Linked DNA regions of Mus musculus: all the other regions are linked to region 2. Evidence: chromatin contacts called from public Hi-C and promoter capture Hi-C data. All regions are on one chromosome and are shown on one strand. Each heading gives the region's core, a stretch centred on a gene start, on an enhancer-like site or on the middle of the called end of the contact. The rest is flanking DNA. Distances are from core to core; before and after follow the strand shown.

Region 1 (3,064 bases), core at 542-3,041, 1.3 Mb after region 2:
TATAAGATTATCCAGTGTCCTTGTTGCATTTTGTATTCTTTAAAGTATTTAGCCAGGAGTGGTGGCTCACGCCTTTAATCCCAGCACTCGGGAGGCAGAAGCAGGCGGATTTCTGAGTTGGAGGCCAGCCTGGTCTACAGAGTGAGTTCCAGGACAGCCAGGGCTACACAGAGAAACCCTGTCTCGAAAAACCAAAAAAAAAAAAAAAAAAAAAAAAAAAGTATTTAGAATACTGGACTCAACCAATGACCTCTACCAAAAGGGCTCAGTGTGCAGCATGTTTACTGATGTGCAAGTTCAGCAGCGAGGCATGTCCTTGTAACTCCAGCCCTCTGGAAAGGAAAAAGTTGTAGAAGAATCTAAAAACAGCCAGGATACTTCCTCTCGTGTAAACATTTGTGGAGTTGATTGTTTGTAAATCAGTATTGTGTGATGATTTAGCATTTTGCTAAAACACAAGTTGCAAACAAGACTAATACGTAAAGGAAGAGGCAGTGGTGGGAACAAGGTTGGATGGGCTCACAGACACAGACCACACTATACTGTTTTCTCTAATTGTTATTTATGGAATTAGGTCTTAGAGCATATATTACTATATTATCATGCTATTACCCAAATGGTTAGCAAAAAGTGCAGCATACAGTAGTAGGATCTAGTCTTTGAAAATGTCAAAGATCTACAGTAATGTAGTCTCCGTTCAAAGAAATTAGAAGTTGTTGCATTTGAAAGTAAATTATTAGTTATGTAAAAGCCACAACTGCCAATGAAGTCATTACTCCTAAATTGAGAAACTGAATATGTGCTGTTGATTAATAATTAGTATACCGTTGCTGGAGCTTGAGCTCAGGGTCTTCTACATATTAGGTAATTCCCCTTCTATCCTTAGCCTTTGGATGCCTACTTTTAGGTGAGCATTCATACACAGTATTCTCTATTTGATTTAAACTATGGTAACTTTTCAATAAGATTAAATACAAAATAGTTATATTCACAGTAGAATGACTCAAAATGAAACACAGATCTACATGTGTTTAGAGATACATAGACAATATTTGTATAAAGATATAGAGTCATAATCTATTCTGAAACACTGCAGCAGCGAAGGCTGAATGGACTCCTGTCCTTTCTAACTGGTTATGGTGCATATGTGTAACAACTCCAAGAAATCTGGTGGGCCAATGCTTCCTGTGGTTAGATGCAAAACTTCCCTCGGCAGCTTGAGACACAAATGGGGTCAGAAGCAGATGATGGCACTGCCTTAACTCAGCCACAAAACCCTCTTAACAGCTACTCTACCTGCAGTTACCACTGTGTCACCCGATGGGCTTCTAGACACGACAGGACACTTTCTTCAAGAAGTCTCTTTTCATTAAGCTTAAAGGAACTGCCTCACAGACTCGCACGAGTCTCATAAGCATATCATCATGGCTGCTAGAAAGCCAGGGGTCCTATGGACAAGAGACCTACATTCTACATATCTCAGTCTTTGATACATTATCAGCAGCCTTTCAGTCCAAGAGGTGTGCTGGCTAGCTTTAGGTCAAGGTGATACAAGTTAGAATCCTTTTGGAAGGGGAACCTCAGATAACAAAATGCTCCCTCTAGTTGGGCTTGTGGCAAACCCTTGTGTGTGTGTGTGTGTGTGTGTGTGTGTGTGTGTGTGTTTAAGTGAAGATTGATATGAGAGAGCACTGCTCATAATGATCCATGCCCCTCCCCATGATCTAAGTGCTTTAAGAAATCAGGCTGAACAAGTGATAAGGAGCCAGCCAGTAAGCTGCACTCCTCCATGGCCTCTCAGTTCCTGCTTTGAGCTTTGACTCACCAGGGTGATGAACTACAAGCTGTTAGGTGAGATAAGCCCTTTCCTCCCCAAGTTGCTTTTAGTTATGGTGTTTTATTACTGCGGTAGTAACCCCACCAGAACAACAACAACAAAAAGGTACCAGAGATTGAAGTGTCCTTCTGATAGAGAAGAACATATTTTGAGCAGGATTGTGGAAGGGTTTTGAAACATTTAGACTGGAAAATCCATTGGGTGCTCAGAGCTCAGTGAGCTATTTTGTGGTAGTTTAGAATATTGAGAGTAGTGAGATGATGGAAGCTCATGAAGTTTCAGAAGGAAGTTTTCTTAGAGTCCCTTAAAGACTCTTGTGATATTTCACGTCTGGGCATATACTCAAAAGATGTTCCAACATATAACAAGGACACATGCTCTACTATGTTCATAGCAGCTTTATTTATAATAACCAGAAGCTGAAAACAACCCAGATGTCCCAGCACTTACTCGGCAATTAAAAATAATGACTTCATGAAATTCACTGACAATTGGATGGAACTAGAAAATATCATCCTGAGTGAGATAACCCAGACTCAAAAGAACACATGTGGTATGTACTCACTGATAAGCAGATATTAAGCAAAAAGCTCAGAATATCCATGCTACAACTCAAAGACCATATGAAGTTCAAGAAGAAGGAAGACCAAAGTGTGGATGCTTCAGTCCTACTTAGAAGGGGAAACAAAATAATTACAGGAGGTAGTGGGGAGGGAAGGATTCTGGAGGGAGAGAGGAGGGGGAGGGGAAAAGAGGGCAGGATTCTGTGGAAGGAGACTGTAGAAATACAGAGGGTCAGGAAATTGAACAGAGGAGTGTACTCCACTACTCTCAATATTGGGGATGGGGATCCGGGGGTAGCCACTAGAAAGTCCCAGATGTCAGGGAAGCAAGAGGTTTCCAAGACCCAACAGGGATGACATTAGCTGAAATACCCAACAAAGGGGAGAGAGAACCTGTAGAGACCATACCCAGTGGTTAGGCACACCCTCCAGTTGAGGGATGGGGCCACCCACCCATCTCAAAAGTATTAACCTAGAATTGCTCCTGTCTAAAGGTAATGCAGAGACAAAGATTAGAGCAGAGAGTGAAGGAAAGGCCATCCAGAGACTGCCCCACCTAGGGATCCATCTCATGTGCAGACACCAAACCCAGAGACTATTGCTGATCCCAAGAAAAGCTTGCTGACAGGAGCCTGATGTATAGCTGACCCCTGAGAGGCTTCTC
Region 2 (2,748 bases), core at 232-2,731:
AAAACAACTGCACCACAAATCATGTGAGCATTTTATTTTATGCAACCGTCTTATTACCAAGAACACTGTTTTTCCAGGTGTGATGGCAGGCCTATATAGGTTCAGCACTGCAGAGGTTGATACAAGAGGATTTCAAGGTTAGCTTGGGCTATAGAGATCATGTCTCAAAAAGACAAACAAAACAGATTTTTAAAAACCACGAAGAAAACTTAAGTTCACCAAAGTGGATGCATTTAAAGGAGTCCCCAAATGGCTACCCTTTAAAATAAAGTTTGCAGAGAATCATTTCTTTTTGTCTGTAGTATTTTTAAACTATCTGCATGGGCTTTAGCATGATGGCTCAGTGGGAAAAGGTGCCTGCTGTCAAGATGGATGACCTGGGTTTGATCCCTGGGACTCACAGGGTGGAAGAGAATCCGCTCCTACAAGTTATCTATTCACTTCCACACAAGCCATGGCACTAGGTACAGACACACTCACACAAATAAATGTTAAGAAAATAAAATAAAAAACTTGTTCTCCCTATCTGCCCAGTCAGTTTCGTCGATATTAAGTAGAACTTTCCAGTATATAGAACCAACCTACTACAAAACTAAGGTCCCACTTCCCCAGTCAGTCACCCTGTGGGCAACCAGGCTAGAGAGGCACGGTTCACCCCCCAAAACCCCCGTCCTTCCTGACACCCTGACGTTGGGGACTGGTCACGTTAGGGATAGTTACAGAACCGAGCAGTATAGACGATCCCTATTTGCTGAATGAATCAGTGGGGCTCACTGTAATTTAATTTTTTTACTTTTACTCAACTAAAGGTTAGAAGTAACCAAACCCTGGGGTGTGGCGTTTTTATATCGGGGCAGTCAGTCACGCATATCGCACAGGTTGTAGTAATTTTAACAGTTGATCACCAGGGACTTTACACTAGCCAAGTTTCACAAATTCAATTCTAGTCAGATTTCTACAAACTTCTGTTTTCAACGCTAGGGAAAAAGGCCATTTTCAGTGGTTTCTCAGACCACTGTCACCAGCGGCCGGATGCAAAGTACGAAAGAAACTTGGAAATTGAAGACCTTGGATTGGGTTTCTTTACCTAGAATTACAAAGCCAGCAAAAGCAAAACACCTACGACGTGACCAGTCCCCGGTGTCAGGGTCTCAGGAAGCGCAGGAGCGTTTTGGGGTGGACTGCGCCCCGCTATCTTGGTTGCTCACAGCGTGGCTGGCCCGGGAAGTGGTCCAGGGCCGGGATGCCGGCCCGCACCAGCATCCCCCGAGCGCTCCGCAGGCCTGCGCCTGCCCTTGTGCTGGTCAAGGTGACAGTCCGGATAAGGGTGGCGGGGACCGGCCGCGGGCGGCTCACCTCGCACAGCGGAGTTGGAGCTGAGGCCCATGGCGCGGGCAGCAGGAAGGCCGTGGCAGGACCGCGCGAGCGAGCGCTGGGGACCGCGGAGACTTGGGCAAGACGCGACCTCGGGGCCCACTCACTGCCACTGCGCAGGCGCCGCGGCAAGCTGGGAGCGCGTGTGCCGGCGCGCCGGTAGAGTCGCGCATGCGCAGCTGGTCCAACCCGGCAGACGGGTGAGGATTTGACAACCGCGGGATAGCCTTAGGCGCCAAGGCGGTGACTGCGTCTGCGCCGCCCGGGCGAGCCTATCCAGGCCGGGTTTTACCGTCGGTCCAGTTGAGAGCGTTTCAGGTGACTCAGGACAAGTACCTGCAGGACTGTCGGCCGATGGCCTGCCGATCCTTTGACTTTTGGTAATAAGTTACACAAGGTGTGGCCAGCTCAGCTGTGGGTCCTGCAAATCTGACCAGCTCCACTGTGGGTCCCGCAAAGACAGATTTTGCCTTAGGATGCCAGTGCAGGCACACGGGCATCGATGGAGCTGTGTCTAGAGCTTCCTCTAGCCACATTGGGCCTCCATCCCTTCAGCCTCTGACCCTGCCACTCATGCATCCAGAAAGTCCCAGAAAGACAAAAACAAAAACAACTTGCTTCGGCTGGTGAAGCAGCTCAGCGGCTCTCTGCTTTCACAACGGTATGGTGTTTGCCCAACATGCACAACACTCTGCCTTCAATTCCCAGCATTGCCATGAATAAATAAACATAAGTAGACTGTCCACTTAGAAAAACGATTTAGAAGGCTGCAGTGGCTTAGATGCCTAGGACCAGCTTCTGCATGGAGAGGGGTTCTGAGAGAAGGGGTGCCTGGGAGCGGCGAAAACAAACGACTTGGGTCCAAGCTGGCGGCCTTGGTTCTGCTAAGATGGCTTTCCAAATTGCCCGCCCTCTTTCCCTCCTTCAGTCTGTCTCTCTCTCTTTTTCTCTCTGTGTTCTGCTCTGATGTAGACAGATTTTCTTGCTATTTTACAAATTCTGATTGAGATAGCTTTCTCTGCTAGTAAAACTAGAAGCTATCAGGAAAAACTGCTACAAAAAATTATTGGATCTTCAAACCAAGTCGGAAATTCTCTCAAGAAAATATTCTTGAAGAGCTGTTTTCGATCTCCAGAGATCTCCATACAGCTCTGCTCTCCTTAGAGGAAATTCTATTTTTTTTTTTTCTTTTGGTTTTTTGAGACAGGGTTTCTCTGTATAGCCCTGGCTGTCCTGGCACTCACTTTGTAGACCAGGCTGGCCTCGAACTCAGAAATCCGCCTGCCTCTGCCTCCCAAGTGCTGGGATTAAAGGCGTGCGCCACCACGCCCCGCTTAGAGGAAATTCTAAAGAACTGTTATTGCTGTCTGCTAG
Region 3 (2,896 bases), core at 229-2,728, 1.4 Mb before region 2:
TTCGTAGTGTGTGTTTATAGCTATCTCTTCACTTTAAATTATTAATAATTTAATGTTTCTAAAGCATATCATTGAAGCATTATCAAGTCAATTATCCTGAATGTAACATTTAAAGGGACATTCACTGTATGATTCATTCAACTATAACATTTGTTTTTTTTCTTTTTTTCCCTGTCTGATTTTATTTTATTTTTACATTCCTTTTCTCTTGGTTTTACTTTTTTTTTTTCTAAAAATACCTTAAAATAGTCCCAAGATAAGGTAAGAAATGTGGCGCTTCTGTAGTGTTACTCTGCCTGTCCCCAACCCATATTCCCATTTTTTTTTTTTTTGGTTTGGTTTTTGTTTTTTGACATTTGTGCTGTGCTGTGCTGTGCTGTGCTAGCCTACAATGTGCTTTTTAAAAAAATTCTTTTTTTTTTTTTTTTTTTGTTTTAGGAAATCAGTTATGCTTGGGAAAGGGGAAAAACAAAAATCTGTGAAAAAGAAATCTTACCTATATAATAGTGAATGAACAGTTAAGCAGTTCACCCTCCCTTAACAAGTTTTATAGAACGCATGACCAAAGTAAAAAGGGTTTGTTGGTTCTAAAGAAAAGTCCAGTCTGTTTGCTGGTGGCTGCTTGTTTGAGCTGTCCTAGACATCCTAATAACGTTTTAGCCCAAGGAAGCACGGTTTTCTAACGGGTCCTGCATCTAACACTTAAGTTACAACGATGGCTACAAATAATCTCCTGACCATAGTCAAAAAACAACTGAAGGCTATATGGTGATGGTGCACGCCTTTAATCCCAGCACTCTGGAGGCAGAGGCAGGTGGATCTCTTGAGTTTGAGGCTAGCCTGGTGTACAGAACAAGTTCCAGGACAGCCAGGGAACGCTACACAAAGAATCTTGTCTTGAAAAAGCAAAGCAAAACATAACAACAAATCAACTTAAAGCTTTCTAGATGCCCTTATGTAAACAATCAACGTTTTTCTGGTCCCGAGTGTTCGGTGGTGAATCAGGGCGTTGGGGTGACCCTTGGTAGGTTCCCTTAGGAATCACAACTTGAAGCCTTTCTGTGGTCAGAACCAAGTCTGAGCTCTGACCTGCAGCTGCCACTGAAGGACAATCAGGGGGGCGAAGGATTCACAAAGCTTACATTTGAAAGTGGGAAAGATCACAATTACGTAACCCCTCTTAAAAGCTTTTAAATGTTTGCCTATAGACGCCTACAACTACGGCCCATCTCTGATGTATCATGTAATGCCGGTCCTGATTTGCAGAAATGTGTGATTTAGAAAGTAAAAGAACAGTAATGAAGGAAAGCGCTCAAGCAAAGCTTTATTGAAGAGATACTAAGGGTCTAGAAAGAGGAATAATATGAAGAAAAAAAGATGAGAAAGAAAGCTTGGTCACATGACCAGCATGGCCATGCAGCCCCGTGGCCTCCTGGGGAAGCGCCTCTGTGCCTGGATGGCGCTGGACACAGTCAGTAAATATTTGCTAAGCATGTTTGGTAACGGCCTTGGAATGAATGTTAGTTGTGAGTCAGAGCCATGAACATGAGATTCAGTGAAAGCTGAGACTCTGGTCCTGAAGGAACGACCCAGCCTCTGCGTAGTAGCACTTAGAGTGATGTGTGTAATGGCTGATGATATTGCAGCCAGCAGGCACTGGGGAGGAGATCCCACTGTGCAAAGCGGGCATGTATTCCTTGTTGTAGTCTTTGCTGGCTTCCCACTTGCACATGCGCACAAGGCAAAGATGATGCCAAAATCTGACTGAGTCAACTGCTAGAGATGCCATGACTCCAGCTTGGACACTCGTTATCAGTTAAGTAGGCAATATTACAAAGCAAACTACTAATTTCCCATGGTCCTCATTCTCTATGAGGACCATGATATTACCAATGAGGACCCCAAGATAAAAGGGGTCAGTGTGTATAACACTAGTTGGAGATATATTATGGTAGGAGAGTCAAGTCTACGCTTCACCTCAGCTCTTTCCCATCCGGAAGCTCTGCTTCATGAAGGGTTAGATGGGAAACCTCGTCACAAAGAGGTGACAGAATATCCTTTTCTGAAAGCCTGCCAGTTAAGTAGAGTAGCGAGAGTGGATATTGGAGCTGTTCCTCGAAGCCACCATCCTCCTCCTTCCCAGAGGATCATGAGAAAGCCATTAACCCAAGACTCAGATTAGTGATAACCGTGCTTCACAGGACTTAGGTGGATATGTGGAGCCTTAACCAAGATGATATTTTAGAATCATCCTCCCATGTCCTCATAATCTACTGGCTTTCAGTTTAAGGGTCCACACAGGCAGAGTGTGGGCTGCACCCTGAAAAATTCAGGGACGGTCTATGGGAGAGTCTAGAAAGGATAAGAGTATCGAGAAGAAAGAAGAAAAGAGTCAAACCAAGGAAAAGAAGGATGTGAATACAGGGTATGTGAATATCTACTGGAATACAACCAACAACAGTTTCTATTCCCCTTCTTGAAACTGTCCTTGAGAGACAGCTCCAAACCAGAGCTCTTAGTATGCAAAGCCAGAGCTGATTTCCAATGACTCACTCACAGACCCTACCTCAGCAGACACAGTCCCAGCTAAGTGTAAAAAGTGCCATAGTCGGACTGGAAGAGGCACCTCTAACAAAGCCTTCCTCTTAAACACTCTTGTTGGGGCCAGAGAGATGGTTCAGTGGTGAAGAGCACTGGCAATTCTTCCATAGGACTTGGGTTCAATTCCCAGCACCCACAGGGCAGCCCATAGCTGTGTGTTCCTCCAATTCCAGGGAATCCGACAACCTCACACAGACGTATATGGAGGCAAAACACCAATGCACATAAAATAAGTAAATCATGAAAAAAAAGAAAGAAAGAAAAAAGAAAACTAGTGTTATCAGATAGCAAATCT

What was found. Promoter capture Hi-C pulls out the DNA fragments that hold promoters and counts their contacts. A called contact is a pair of places that touch in the nucleus more often than the background predicts.
Region 1: a contact with region 2 is called in a Hi-C map of the G1E-ER4 cell line, with 2.5 times the contacts expected there. The contact joins the enhancer-like site here to the promoter of Cisd1 in region 2. A contact is called at or near these places in 8 of 39 promoter capture datasets (the 3T3-L1 cell line, cranial neural crest, embryonic stem cells and 4 more), 6 of 484 Hi-C or Micro-C datasets (the G1E-ER4 cell line, embryonic stem cells, pre-pro-B cells and 1 more) and 6 of 115 datasets of contacts at active chromatin or transcription factors (astrocytes, embryonic stem cells, large pre-B cells and 1 more).
Region 3: a promoter capture Hi-C map of liver shows a contact between it and region 2, with 5 times the contacts expected there. The contact joins the enhancer-like site here to the promoter of Cisd1 in region 2. A contact is called at or near these places in 2 of 39 promoter capture datasets (both in liver), 3 of 484 Hi-C or Micro-C datasets (embryonic stem cells and liver) and 2 of 115 datasets of contacts at active chromatin or transcription factors (hepatocytes and pancreatic cancer cells).

Annotation. Positions count from the first base shown.
Region 1 is chr10:72,674,955-72,678,018 of GRCm38.p6, forward strand. Zwint (ZW10 interactor) reads left to right here. Exons shown (of 8, transcript NM_001293683.1): 8 at 1-10. Among named protein-coding and RNA genes, the nearest start is that of Zwint, 22 kb to the left of the region's middle. Within about 2 kb of position 1,792, at least 10 of the 459 cell types and tissues checked have an H3K27ac peak or open chromatin away from gene starts, as enhancers often do. A contact at or near this core is called in the G1E-ER4 cell line, where this site is marked.
Region 2 is chr10:71,343,368-71,346,115 of GRCm38.p6, forward strand. It overlaps Cisd1 (CDGSH iron sulfur domain 1), which reads right to left and starts at 1,482. Exons shown (of 3, transcript NM_134007.4): 1 at 1,357-1,482. The coding sequence starts at 1,387.
Region 3 is chr10:69,929,198-69,932,093 of GRCm38.p6, forward strand. All of the region lies in intron 25 of Ank3 (ankyrin 3, epithelial), which reads left to right. Among named protein-coding and RNA genes, the nearest start is that of Gm33361, 9.1 kb to the left of the region's middle. Within about 2 kb of position 1,479, at least 29 of the 459 cell types and tissues checked have an H3K27ac peak or open chromatin away from gene starts, as enhancers often do. A contact at or near this core is called in hepatocytes, liver and pancreatic cancer cells, where this site is marked.